Linked DNA regions of Gossypium hirsutum: region 2 is linked to region 1. Evidence: chromatin contacts called from public Hi-C data. All regions are on one chromosome and are shown on one strand. The core of a region is the stretch at or near the end of the contact, and the rest is flanking DNA. Distances in the headings are between cores, read along the strand shown.

Region 1 (3,038 bases), core at 142-2,641:
TGAGAAAAAAGTGAAGTTAAAAGTAGTTGTGGAAAAATTCCTTCTTTTGCGGGGAAAGTGAAAATCAATCAATAAAAAGGAGATATAGATGTTCAAGAGCTGAAAATAAATAATGACACTAAGCAGTATAATACGTAGAAGCCTGTCCGTCTAAAAGCTTCCTAGAAGCATTGTCCCAGGATAACAAGTTCTGATGGCAGGGTAAACAAATTAAATACAAAATTTTCTTAACTTCTGCCAAGTAGATTCAAGCAAGGCCAGAAATAGAAGCAAAAGAAGCACCTAAATTATGTTGTAGGTATTGAAAAAGATATAATTACCTCTCCAAAAGCACCCTTTCCAATCATGGTCAATGGCTCAAAATCATCAGCACCCATCTTATGCCTCTGAAGGTGCATGTATTCTGTCTCCTTCTTCTCAAAATACTTGAGTAAGTTATTGTGTTCTTCTTCAGAAACTTCAGCATCAGCCAACTTCTTTTCCAGAATATCTCGTCTGCAGAAAATCATAATTACCCAAAAATCACCATCCATATTCTTCAGAAGAAAACTGTCACAACTTTCCGGCATTCCTCCAATCACAAACACATTTTATAATATCAGCATAGTTACATTGCTTGCAACATTATAGTTATGCAGTAACAGTAACTAATACATGGGGAAATTTCCAAGAGAAAGGATTTTAAATCATACCGCTCCTTTCTTTCCTGCAGGCTTTTCATCTGCTTCTTGTAATGGTTTTCAATATACTGCTTTGCAGCTTCTACCCGCTGTTTGGTGACATTTGATGGTACCTCTTCCCCTGCTGGTGGTTTAGACCCCTCTTTTGCATTACCTGCAGCTTCTTTCTTTTTTGAAGACTTCAACTTGTTGAACCAACACCTTACAGATTCCATTGGTTTAGTTGATAAATACAATCCTTATGAACCCACAGATCTAGATGTACATTATAGCTCAGTATACAAAAATCTTGCTCACTTTAGCACGTTAACACTTACCAAAATATCCAAGAAATACATTCTGCAATGGAAAATTATGAAATAAGAATGAGGCTAACATTTCAGAAACAGAAAGAGCAGCGGAAATCGTGTAACTTTTAAAGCACTAGCTCGTCATCAGATGTCAAAGGATACAACGCACAAACAAACAAAAATTAGATAAATGGGCAGAATTAGTTAATGCTAATGATCTACCTGAGTCAAACATTCTAGTACTAAGTTAGCTTTATTAGTTGCAACATGCAGCTAGATGCACTTTGGCACAATTCTTACCAATCAACATGATTTTTCCTACATTTTCCAGCAACCAAACAACAAACTAGACCTCAACCCAAAACTCAATTCTCAATTATCAAGAAGTTTGAAACCCAAAGCAGTGTTCCAAAAAGACCAACTTAAAACACCTATAGATGATATCCCACAAAAAATAAAAAAATCCTGTGATCCTTACCCAAAAAAACGATTTCAATCAATTTAAAGTCGGCATTCGGTTAATCAATAAAATTCAAAAGCACTTCAACCAGGATAATATCCGAGAAAGAGTTTATAATGTTTAACATTAAATAAAAAAGTTTTTGGCTACATTTTTTTCTCACAAAAGGAACACTGAAATTCTGAGACTACGGGAAAATAAGAACCGAAATTAAAACTGTAATTGATCTAGAACACTGAACTAGCAAAGACACACTAAAACAATTAATTTTCAATTCTTCGAGGTTTCCATCAACCAAACAGAAAAGAATATAATACAAATCTCAATTCAACTTCAGAATTAAAAATAAAAAATAGAAGAAATCAATTAACAGAAACTAACCATTAAAATCCATCCACTGATCCGGTTTCTAGAGAATCCTATTGAATTCCATAATAATAATAATAATAATAATAATAAAGAAATGGAACTGAGCTATTAAATAAAGTGGAAACCCTAAAAGAAAAGAGTAAGGGGAGACAAGAGAAGATTGAGGCGACGATCAAGAAATTGCAATCCCATTAATGCTTAGGAATTTAGGCTTTTCAAAAAGTTGGAAGCTTTGCTTTGTATTTGCTTTGAGCTGCTTTTAAATTTAATTTTTTAAATTTTTTGTCAATTAAAATTAAAAGAATGTTTTAAATATTTTTATGAATTAAAATTAAAATTAAAATTAAAATTTTTAACTGTCTCTCTTAGTCATGTTTTATTGTTACATTTTTCTATCATTTTTATGAATAAATTATCAGAAAGCTCATTTCTAAAATAAAATTACGAAAATAGGTCCTTTTACTTGATATTTATAGGTATGGACTGATTTATGTAAAGCATATTGAGTTGGAGTAGTTTTTAAGAGAAAACTAGAAAAGCGCGTCCAATTTGGCGCTTTTTTTCCTACCACATTTAATAAGTATCCACTTCAACGCACTTTAGTAAAGTGCTTCCATGTAAGCATGTTTTTGCTCGTATTTTTCTCAATGCCCAAATTGTTAATTAGGGGTTTATGAAATTAGGGTTTATAGTTTTTTAATTTGTAAGTGTTTAGGTTTAGGGTTTTATTTATTTTTAAGTGTTTATTAATTATGGGTTTAAGGTTTTATTTCATTTTTAGGATTTAGGGGTTCTGAAAAATAATTTGTACAAGATGGGACCTGAAAAAGTAATTTTGAGGGGATGAGTTCTAAAGAAATAATTTTAACGAGATGGGTTGAGTTTTGTAGAGAAAAAACGCCCTAAGTAGGATGTACAGTTAACAAAAGTACTGAAAATGCTTCTAGCTGGACGCCCTTTTAAATACTGCTGCTTCTGAAATAATAAATTTGAAGAGACAGTTCTGAAAAATATCTCAGGATTCTCGGGATATCTGAAAAGTTTGTGAAAAATGCCCGAATAGTAGAGGTTGAGGTTTGTATAGGAAAAACACTCCAAGCAGAATGCAGTGTCAGCAAAAGTACTAAAAACGCTTATAGCTGGACACCCTTTTCAGTACTGATTCTGATAGTGCATCCTGCTTGAAGCATTTTTCCTCTTTAGATTTCAACCCCCACTATCTAGGGCATTTTACAAAAA
Region 2 (3,038 bases), core at 395-2,894, 38 kb after region 1:
TGGATTTGCTCCTAAAGAGGCTTCCATAAAATTAGCTCCCTTATAGTACTTTGCTTTAAGCAAACATGCAAGTAAAGAACTCGGGTTTTCCAAAAGCCGCTAACCCTGCTTAGCAAGAAGTGCGATATTAAACTTGGCCAAATCTCGAAACCCCATCTCGCCCTCCTCTTTTGATACCTGCAGCTCCTTCCATGAACACCAATGAAGCCTTTTTTTTCCTGCTTTTTTTGCCATCAAAATTGAGCCATGACCGCTTCCAAATCTCTACAAATGGCTGACGGTAACAAAAAACAATTCATAGCATATAGTGGAATAGCCTGGAGCACAGCTCTGATAAGAACCTCCCGCCCCCTATGGAAAGTAATCTCGAGCTCCAACTTGAGACTCTTTTAATTAGCGTTTCTTTAAGTTCCTTAAAAGCCCTATGTTTGTTACACCCCACCATTGAAGGGAGATTAGGGTATTTATCCAGATTTAGATTCTGATTAACCCCCAAAACCCTACAAACCTCATCTCTGTGAAACTGATCAACATTGGAACTGAAAAAGATCTCTAACTTGTCGAAGTTGACTTTTTGGCCAGAACAGTTAACATAAACCTCTAAAATATCTTTGATCACCATTGCTCTATTGATAGACGCATCTCCAATGATAAGGCTATCATCTGCAAAAAACAAATGGGTGATTCGTGGTGCTTGCCTACTAACCCGAAAGCCATTGACAACTCCCCTAGTAGCAGCCATTCTAAGAAGAGTCGACAAGCCTTCACCACATATAAAGAATAAATAAGGACTAATAGGGAACCCTTGGCGAAGGCCTCAAGACAGGAAAAATGAATCCCCCACCTCCCCATTCATAAACATAGAATACAAGATCGACGTGACACAAATAGTAACTTTCTCAATCCACCTATCCAAAAACCCCATCCTTCGAAGCATAACATGCATAAAACTCCATTCAACCTGGTCATAAGCTTTACTAATATCAAGTTTTAAAGTAAATGACCCCTTTCTCCCTATTTGTTTTCTCTTCATAGAATGTAAAGTTTCATATGCAGCTATGATATTATCCGTAATGAGTCTTCCCAAGACAAAAGCACTTTATGCTTCACCATTACACAAATGGAGAATCTTTTGAAACCTATTCGCCAAAATCTTTGAAATGATTTTATATAAAATATTACAAAGACTAATAGGTCTAAATTGAGTCATGTACCGAGGAGAACTGACCTTGGGAATTAAAACAAGTTTTGTGTTGTTAATTTCAGCCATATTATGCAACCCCTACAACGTCTCAATACAGAAATTAGCCACATCTTTGCCCATGATATGCCAAAACCTTTGGTAGAAAATCATCCCTATCTCATCTTCGCCAGAAGCTTTTAGTGGGCTCATGGCTTTAAGAGCCGAACACACCTCTTCATATGTAAAATCCTTCTCAAGGTCCTCGTTCATCTGTTGAGAAATACATGGCTCAACACCTTCTAAATTGAGCTTGGATCTCCAACACTTTTCGTTGTAAAAAGAGAAGTAAAATAATCAGTGGCCAGCCATAATAAAGTAGCATTGCTCGCATGGGTATTACCCTCGCCATCCACTAACTCTTCCACCTTATTCCTTTTACATCGATCAATTACCGATTGGTGGAAAAACGGGTATTTCTATCCCCATTTTTCAGCCAATTCGCTCTAGCTCTCTATTCCCATAAAGCTCCTCCTTATCCACCTCCATATTAATTTGCAGCTTGGTCTCTACAATTTTCCCCAAAATCTCGTCCGTAGGGATTTCGTTATTTAGTTGAAGCAACTGTTTTTCCAACTCTTTCTTCGTGATAGACTTTTTTTTTAATTCCCCTAAACCATTCCTCAAGGCCCATACCCATAGCCTTTATCTTATTTGGAATAGGCCCCACACTCTCGGTCCAAATTCTTCTTACCTCCAATTCACAAGAGTCCTTCAGCAACCACGAAGCTTCAAATCTGAACTGCCACTGCTTCGAATGTTGATTCCCAAAATTTGAATTAAGCAACAGAGGGCAATGGTCTGAAAATGCATGAGATAGATGACTTAATTTAAAATTAGGAAATAAATCCCACCAAGGATGATTCGCAATACCTCTATCAAGACGTTCTCAAATATTATTAATTCTCATACGTCCTTTTTCCCAAGTAAACCACTGACCATTGAAACCAATATCAGTGAGAGAACAGTCATCCATAACTTTTCGAAATCTACACATTTGTCTTTCCCTCCTAGTTAGCCCCCCTTTCTTCTTAGATGAATATGCAATTTCATTGAAATCTCCAATAACAACCTAAGGAATCTGTGGGGAATCATTCAGAGTACGTAGCAAATTCTAAGATGTTTCTCGCAAATTTTCCTCTGGTGCTTCGTAAACCCCCTTACATCTCCAAGTTTTCCCCTCTGAATCCTCATCAATCATAACATCTATCTGCCTACTTGAAAAAGAGAGAAGAGAGATTTTGCAATTATTATTCCAGCCTAACGATAAACCCCTACTTCTACCATTTGAATCAACATCAATTCCATTAAGAAAACCGCACTTGGGTCTGACCTTCTCCATCTGATAACCTTGAAGTTTTGTCTCAATTAAAAACACCACCGTGGGACTTATATCTTTCAGCCTATGCTAGAGACGATTGATAGTTCGAGGCCTCCCCAAGCCCCAAACATTCCAGCTTAGGAGTTTCATTGCTCCCGCTGGCTTATTTAGTAAGGCCTGCCGATCTTGAATTATTGTGTACTTGCAAATAAGTAACAAGAGTTTCGTTAAACAATATGGTGAATTCAGGGTCTTTTGAGTCCATCACTGTGCATTATTGGACCATTAGTTTCTTCATGGGTTACCATCTCCTCATCAAACTCGTCATTGCTTTGGATCATAACCCCAAGTTTTATTGGGCCTATATTAACAATAGCCTTTCATTTTTCTTTCACAGAAGCAGAAACATAATCTTTTTGACTAATCCCCTCATTAATTCCTTTAATTACTAGATTTGATGTCAGAATCTCCCCTTTT

Evidence for each region. Hi-C and Micro-C count contacts between places; a contact is called where the count stands out from the background.
Region 2: a contact with region 1 is called in a Hi-C map of leaf, with 4 times the contacts expected there. The contact joins two enhancer-like sites. A contact is called at or near these places in 16 of 34 Hi-C or Micro-C datasets (anther, callus, hypocotyl and 3 more).

The regions. Positions count from the first base shown.
Region 1 is chrA10:30,539,635-30,542,672 of Gossypium_hirsutum_v2.1, forward strand. It overlaps the pseudogene LOC107897885. Among protein-coding and RNA genes, the nearest start is that of LOC121208418, 7.2 kb to the right of the region's middle. Within about 2 kb of position 1,392, at least 4 of the 9 cell types and tissues checked have an H3K27ac peak or open chromatin away from gene starts, as enhancers often do.
Region 2 is chrA10:30,577,162-30,580,199 of Gossypium_hirsutum_v2.1, forward strand. The region is part of intron 3 of LOC107897884 (a long non-coding RNA gene); the gene reads left to right. Among protein-coding and RNA genes, the nearest start is that of LOC107897884, 3.2 kb to the left of the region's middle. Within about 2 kb of position 1,645, at least 8 of the 9 cell types and tissues checked have an H3K27ac peak or open chromatin away from gene starts, as enhancers often do.